2 separate regions of the Pan troglodytes genome follow, and region 2 is linked to region 1. The links are chromatin contacts, called in public HiChIP or PLAC-seq maps. All regions are on one chromosome and are shown on one strand. Each heading gives the region's core, a stretch centred on a gene start, on an enhancer-like site or on the middle of the called end of the contact. The rest is flanking DNA. Distances are from core to core; before and after follow the strand shown.

Region 1 (3,817 bases), core at 715-3,214:
GACGGGAGAGACCTGGGTCTCTGGGCCAAGCAGAGGCTTCTGCAACAATTCAGGCAAACGTGGGGTGACAAGGACCCTGACTGAGACGATGCTGAACCCCAACTGCTGGTTTGTTCAACTGGTACAGTTCACATTATTAAGTCATAACAACTGTGAAGCTTATGTCTCTACAGATACCATGTGACTCCCCCCCCAACCAAGTGGGTCCCTCTCATTTCATAATGTGACTCTAGGCTGGGTGCGGTAGCTCACGTGTGTAATCCCAGCGCTTTGTAAGGGAAAGGTGGGAGGATCACTTGAACTCGAGTTTGAGACCATCCTGGGCAACACAGCAAGACCTCATCTCTACTAAACATCAAAAGAATTAGCCAAGCGTGGTGGCGTGTGCCTATAGTCCCAGCTACTCAGGAGGCTGAGGTAGAAGACTTATTTGAGCACAGGGGTTCAAGGCTGCAGTGAGCTATGATCGCACCCCTGCACTCCAGCCTAGACAACAGCGCGCGAGACTCTGTCTCAAAAACAAGTAACAAAAACAAAATGTAACTCTAAATGTAGCCTATTAAACTCAGCTTAGGTCATTTAAATTATTCAATACCCATATTAATACCTTCAAAGCAAACTAATTCCACTGTGGTTATAGCAAGTTAGGCATTTCTGGGCAAGTGGTTTGACTGGAGTCAGGATGTCCTCTTTTTGTGAAATTATGGCAGTAGTGCCTGCTTTGCTAGGATACTTGGTAAACTAATTTAATGAATATCTGTAAAGTACTTTGAGCTCCTTGGAGAACAGTTCCATATATAAAGAAGCCTTATGACCTGCCTGCAACTGCAGATTTTGCAAACGTGATCTTACTTTTTCTCTCTTTTGGGATATGCTCCCCTTTAAACTGAAGCTCAACCTCCTGAAGGGGGTTTCTTACTAGGAAAAATCAGACAATTTGAGGAAATAGCTATCACCTCCAAGATCCCGGAAGCAGTACTAAATAAGAGACCTCAGAACAAGGCAATACTAGGTATCTCACCTATCCCATTACCAGTCCAATTTCTCTCTCCACTTAAAGGAGGCTTCCAGGTCTAGCCTACAGGAAAGTTCACTTATTAACCCTCAGGCAGAGTACTACCTGCTAACCAGGTTAACACACATTTCCTTCGTAGCGCTGTAATTCACAGTGCAATGACAGCAATACGCTTCTATAACTACAGCTTCAGACTGCTCCTCAGCCTTACTCAGAATAGGCTATCAACACTGACTCGTTAGGATGTTCAAGGGGGTATATGTATGTGTGTGGGGGGGGAGTTCCCGACACCGATTTCACCATGCTTCTGTGGTCACTGCAGGAAAAAGGTAGAGCTCTCTGTTCTCTATCATCGCTCTCTTTGGAATATTATTCTCACTTCAAGCATTCTGCCTGAGCGAAGCCGTCACTTCTCCAACACATGGTCACAATTCTGAAGCTGCCAGGCGACTGAACGCAGTCGGCAGCACCCACCACTACCGGAGACTCAGCCCCAATCCGAAGCTTCTCCCTTAGTCAGGGATTGGGGCGCTGGGTTCCTGGAGTCACCGCCAGGCGGCGACCCCACCACAATCTCCCCAAAGCGCCGAAGCATGTCAGCCCGAAGATCTTGGCTGTCGCCTTTCCCCGAGCCTGCGGTGCCCGACGGGACCCCGAATTCACGCCGCCGCGCGCCAGAGCAAGAGGACGCGCCGCAGCGAGGGAAGCGGGGGCCGGACTGGGGCCCCGGCGCCCTGATAGGGAAGGGGCGTGATCGCAGGCTGCTCGCGGCGAGGGCGAGACCGGGCGTGGGCTGCCAAGAGGCAACGCCGTGGAGCCCGGGGAGGGGACGTGGGGGTGAAGACAGGGGCAGCCCAGCGGCTCGAGGGCAGGCAGAAACGGCCGCGGCTACTCACTGAGCCAGGACTCCAGGCTTTCCCCTTCCGCCTCCGCCATATTGCAGCCGCCCGGCCCCGCGGCTTCAAAACTCGCGAGAGTCTGCACGAGCTGAGATGGGGCGGGGCCTGCATGGGGTCCTGAGAGGAGTGAGTGCCGTCACCGAGGGCCGCGCCAGACTGCGACGGATACTGGGAGGGCAAGTGTTTCCTTTTGGCGCTTCCCTTTGGACCCCGGAGTGAAAAACTCTAACGTCCAGATCAGTGCAGAGAAACGCAGATTTAGGACCCTGAGGAGTCTTTTTCACCCGTTTCCCTTCACTCGCTCAGGCGCGCCGAGGGCAGTCCTTGTGGGGTCCTCGTGGCCAGCCAAGATGGCTGCCCCCGCAGTGAAGGTTTCCCGAGGATGGTCGGGCCTGGCGTTGGGCGTGCGGCGGGCTGTCTTGCAGCTTCCAGGGTGAGAGGGTGGCGAGCAGCGGGGGGGCGCTGCGAGGAAGGAAGGGGGCCACAGGCAGGCCGCGTGGGCCCCTAGAGAGAGCACTGCCCTGGGGGCCGGAGTATCTGGATTCAAGCTTCTAAGTTAGCTGCGTGACCCTGGGCCAATCCGAAGGTTTAGTGACTACCTCTCGCCTAAGGAGTCTGGACGATCTAGGGTTCTAACGCGGAGCTGACAGTGCGGTTCAGCTAAAGAGCTCAGAGCTGGGATCGCCTGTGAATTGGGATGGGTGTGTAGGCGCCAAGCCCATCCTTACCGTTAGCACTTGACCAGGAGGAGACTTTACCCGCCTGCTTGGGGAATGTCCTCCTACTTGGGACAAGGGCCTGAATTGTTGTGGCTCAGGTTTAGCTCGCGGTCTCCGCGCCGCTCTCCCTCGTCGGCGCGTTGGCAGTCATGCCTGTTGTTAAGTCAAACCTACTCGCTTGTGGAGTCAGCTTTTGCCTGCCTCCTCCTTTTCCCCCCCTCCCAGGCTAACTCAGGTGAGATGGAGCCGCTATAGTCCTGAATTCAAGGATCCCTTGATTGACAAGGAGTATTATCGCAAGCCTGTGGAGGAGCTAACTGAGGAGGAGAAGTATGATCGGGAGCTCAAGAAGACTCAGCTCATCAAAGCTGCTCCAGCAGGGAAAACAAGTTCTGTGTTTGAAGACCCAGTCATCAGGTTAGATGGAAACAAACACTTGTTACATGGACTGGGACTATCCCAGGGAGGGTTTCTGGTGAGGATTCTGTGATACAGCCTTGGAGAGCTAAACGTGTTGCTTTTCTCTTTGAAGTAAATTCACCAACATGATGATGATAGGAGGAAACAAAGTACTGGCCAGATCCCTCATGATTCAGGTAAACAGCACTTCCCTCCTCAGTCATCTTTCTTGCCCCCCTACCCCGTAGCCTTGTACTTGGTACTTTCAGTGTAGCTTAAGAGCAAATGGATTCATGTATCTATTATTCAGATTAACTTCCCTGCATGTGTACGGGCTTTAATGAAGCCCTGTAGGAGTCAACAACTGCCATTCCTTGGTGTTTCGGAAATAAACACACAATTAAAAAAAAAGGAACAAATGAAAAATAAAACAACTGCCATTCCCCACCTCACCCCCCACCCCCTCCACGCCACAAATCTCAATCCACTCTTTCTGTCCTAGTCTAGCAAAGGGGGAGGCACTTAACTTTGTTTTGGATGTGCTGTGAGAGGAGCTGCATTGCCAGCGCAGAACCAGAGGATGGGAGTAAAGGGCAAGGTACTAGCTTGGCTGGGTAAACCCTTTAGGGAGACTGGGGCAGCCTCTTCCACCATATTCTTTTGCAGACTCTGGAAGCTGTGAAACGGAAGCAGTTTGAGAAGTACCATGCCGCTTCTGCAGAGGAACAGGCAACCATCGAACGCAACCCCTACACCATCTTCCATCAAGCACTGAAAAACTGTGA
Region 2 (3,422 bases), core at 679-3,178, 150 kb after region 1:
CCTGTGATCCCAGCTACTCGGGAGGCTGAGGCAGGAGAATCGCTTGAACCCAGGAGGCAGAGTTGCAGTGAGCCGATATAGCACCATTGCACTCCAGCCTGGGCAAAAAGAGCAAAACTCTGCCTAAAAAAAAAAAGTCACTGAGCTGACCCAATCTTCCTATTATAAAGACATACTAGAAGAAAACATAAGCAGGCACAGAAGCATAATCTTAAAAGAAAAAGAGTAAAAGACAAAAATAATACAAGCAAACCACACTTGTGACCTAGTGGCAGGACTGATTTCTTAGGGATGAATTCAATATTTTGAGCCTCCCCGTTCTCAGAGAGGGGACTTCAGCCTCCCACGGCTCTCTAGCAACCCTTCTGGCTGACTGCAGGGAACGCAGGGGACGCGCAAAAGTAAACGAACGAAAGCAAGGAAAGAGAGTCTCTTCCCGAGAAAAAAGACGGAATCTTGAAATGAGAGAAAACGAACAGCACGAAAGGGAAGAAACCTCGAAAAATTACGCCAGAGTGGGGACTACAAGGAGGAAGGGGAAGTACATTAGAAAAAAAGGGGGGGGGGGGAGGAAGGGGCAAATGACTTGCATTACACAAGCATTTCGTGTCCCTAGTGGAAAGGACAGAAGCAGATAGAGAGGGAAGGAAATAACTGGAGAAAGAGGAATAAGAAAGCCAAAATAGACTAATGCTAATTTCTCTCATGTGTCTGACATTTCGGAAAGTCAACAGCATCAAAAAGAGACAGACCTCAAGTGCACTTCAGTCCCCTGCAAACTGCACTTTCACAGCGTTTGAAGCCAGCCTTGAAAAACTTTCTAAACAAGCCATAACTCATGTGTGGCTTACAATCATAGAGAGGGCGCGCTGCAAATGAAAATTACCAGCGCCCGCTCTCACCGCAATCCTTCCTCGGTGCAGTCCAACCTGCTACTGCTGAATTTTTCTTGACAAATATTTTTCAAATAGTTTTTTTTTAAGTGTCAGAAAAAAGGTATCTCCCCCGGCTCCAGCAGCAAACGTTCTACCCCAAAGTGGATTCCCGCACAAAATTAAGCCCAAAGACGCCAGGAGATGGTGACGTGGTTGCCGTGCAGGTCGAAGGCACATCAATCACCGCAGCTGCAGCCCACACCAGTCCCCCGCCGCCAGGCTCGGGTAGACTGACTCAGTCGGCGTTCGGCCCGCCTGGGCTTCCCGGGCCCCTTCCGTGCAAACCCTCCCGATGAAGGCAGGGGACCTCGCCAGAGAACCCCGACCTCTTCCCCCGGACTGCCCAGAGCCAAGAGCCGGAGGAGGACGGTCCCCAGAAAGGAAGCGCCCCAAAAGGGGAAACGTAGAGTCCGGAGCCCCGGGGATTCCGCTCCACGTCCCAAGCCTCGCCGCCCCGACGCGAACCCCGGGGCCGGTCCCGGTTCCCCCGGGGCCCACTCCCTCTGTAGAGCCGAGAGGAAAAGGCACCAGAGAGGCGCCGAGCGCAGCCTCCCGTACTCACCGTGGCGCAGCTGCTCCGCTCAGCGTCCGGCCCGCCCCTCCACAACGCTGCGAGCGGCCGGCGACCCCAAGGCTGCTCTGCGAGGGCAGCGCTTGCTCCCGCCGCCGTCACCGCCACAGGCACAGGCTCTGCCACAGCCGCCGCCGCCCGGTCGCCGAAGCAGCAATGCCTCCTGGCTTCCGCTCCCCGTCGGTGTCCCGCGAGAACTTCTCCACGAGGCCCCGCCCCGCCCCGCCCCCGCGAGACTTCCCCCGGCGGAAAAGGCCCAGAGCGCAAGCGCTCCTCCTCAGCCGGGCCCCTGCAGGTAGGGAACCAGCTAGGTGTCAGGCGCATGCGCCAGACCGCCCCGCAGCAGGTGGCCTCGGCACGGCTCCGCCCCCGGGTCGCCGTAACCCTCTCGGTGCCAGAGCGGGTAAATGACAGCTTAGCCCTGAAGGACTCTTCCCCCGTCTAATCACTTTCTTTTCCTCTTCTACCAAACCTAGGCAGTTGGATGGGTAGGGGCTGGGGGGAGGAAGAGATCTTCCAGAATGAAGCACTCCAAATAGAGGACCAGGTCTTAAAATGTTTGAGAATCCGGTCCGTACAAACTCTGCAGTGTTGAATGATTGGTGAGTTTGTTTGCTCATTGATTGAATCACTGCAGAGTTTGTACGGACCGGATTCTCAAATATAGGCCGAACACTGTGCTGGGTATAGAACAGAAATCTTGGCCCTTAAGGAATTCACGGTCTAGGAAGTAGCAGAAAAATAAACAAATAATGCCATAAGTACTGTTATAATTATTTGGAGTTTGCTGAGGAAGCTAAAAAAATGGAGGGGGTACTGCTACACTGCCCATTGCAGAAGAGCCTTCACAGATGTGATGCGGCGATGTCTGAGCTGAGTCTTGGAGGATGAGTAGGAATTTGCCAGGCAGAGAAGCCAGAGTAAGGGCATTTCAGGGAAAGGGAATGGCACGTAAGTACAGAGGCTAAGTACAGAGGAACGGAGGCGTGAGAGAGAAAGTCGTGTTCTGTGCAGTGCTAAGTAGTTCAATTCCTGTATGAGGCCGGCGAGTACGGGGGAGTGGCAGAAGATGAGGCTTGGAGTAATAATTCTTATTTTTCAGTTCCCAAAGCTCTTCCAATTAAAGGATAGAACAGAACACACCTAGTGTTACTGTGCCTTCTGGAAGCCGACAAAATAGCGCTGAGGTGAGAATAACCAAGCATCTGATTCTATAGAGAAAACAAGCCCATTGAAACACAGAAAATGAATTGTGCTTTCACCAAGTATTTATTGAGCATCACCTGTGTGCAAGGGGCTCTGCAGGGTCAAAGACCAACCAGATGAAGCCCCTGCTTTCAGTGCTTTGTAATCTAGAGTTGCCTAATCTGTAAGACAAGCAGTTGGCCCCAAGTGCCACTGAACTACACATAGGGATGGCTGAGGAGGGAGCCAGTACTTGGTGCTGAGCTAATCAAGAAGGATTTGGTTTGAATGGCAAAGTGAAAGCAGGGAGGAAAGAGGAAAGAGTAATGGAATCAGCCATTTTTTAATTTTTTTATTTTTTTTGAGACGGAGTTTTGCTCTTGTTGCCCAGGCTGGAGTGCAATGGTGCGCGATCTTGGCTCACCGCAAGCTCCGCCTCCCGGGTTCAAGGGATTCTCCTGCCTCAGCCTCCCGAGTAGCTGGGATTACAGGCATGTGCCACCACACCCAGCTAATTTTGTATTTCTAGTAGAGATGGGGTTTCTCCATGTTGGTCAGGCTGGTCTCAAACTCCTGACCTCAGGTGATCCGCCCACCTTGGCCTCCCAAAGTGCTGGGATTACAGGCGTGAGCCACCACGCCTGTTTTTTTTTTTTTTTTTTTTGAGACTTGCACTGTTGCAAGTGCAGTGGCATGATTTTGGCTCACTGCAACTTCCGCCTCCCGGGTTC

The links. HiChIP or PLAC-seq counts read pairs in DNA pulled down with a chosen protein or histone mark.
Region 2: a contact with region 1 is called in an H3K4me3 HiChIP or PLAC-seq map of stem cell-derived excitatory neurons, with 5 times the contacts expected there. The contact joins the promoter of LOC134808901 here to the promoter of MRPS7 in region 1. A contact is called at or near these places in 3 of 7 Hi-C or Micro-C datasets (blood, induced pluripotent stem cells and stem cell-derived neural progenitor cells) and 1 of 1 datasets of contacts at active chromatin or transcription factors (stem cell-derived excitatory neurons).

Annotation. Positions count from the first base shown.
Region 1 is chr19:88,254,571-88,258,387 of NHGRI_mPanTro3-v2.0_pri, forward strand. MRPS7 (mitochondrial ribosomal protein S7) reads left to right here and starts at 1,965. Exons shown (of 5, transcript XM_054670648.2): 1 at 1,965-2,090; 2 at 2,859-3,050; 3 at 3,166-3,229; 4 at 3,699-3,817. The coding sequence starts at 2,008. It overlaps GGA3 (golgi associated, gamma adaptin ear containing, ARF binding protein 3), which reads right to left and starts at 1,985. Exons shown (of 16, transcript XM_016932925.4): 1 at 1,912-1,985. The coding sequence starts at 1,951.
Region 2 is chr19:88,400,688-88,404,109 of NHGRI_mPanTro3-v2.0_pri, forward strand. It overlaps LOC134808901, which reads right to left and starts at 1,929. Exons shown (of 2, transcript XM_063799256.1): 1 at 119-1,929. The coding sequence starts at 1,830. The coding sequence ends at 1,171. GRB2 (growth factor receptor bound protein 2) reads right to left here and starts at 1,664. Exons shown (of 6, transcript NM_001246617.1): 1 at 1,498-1,664.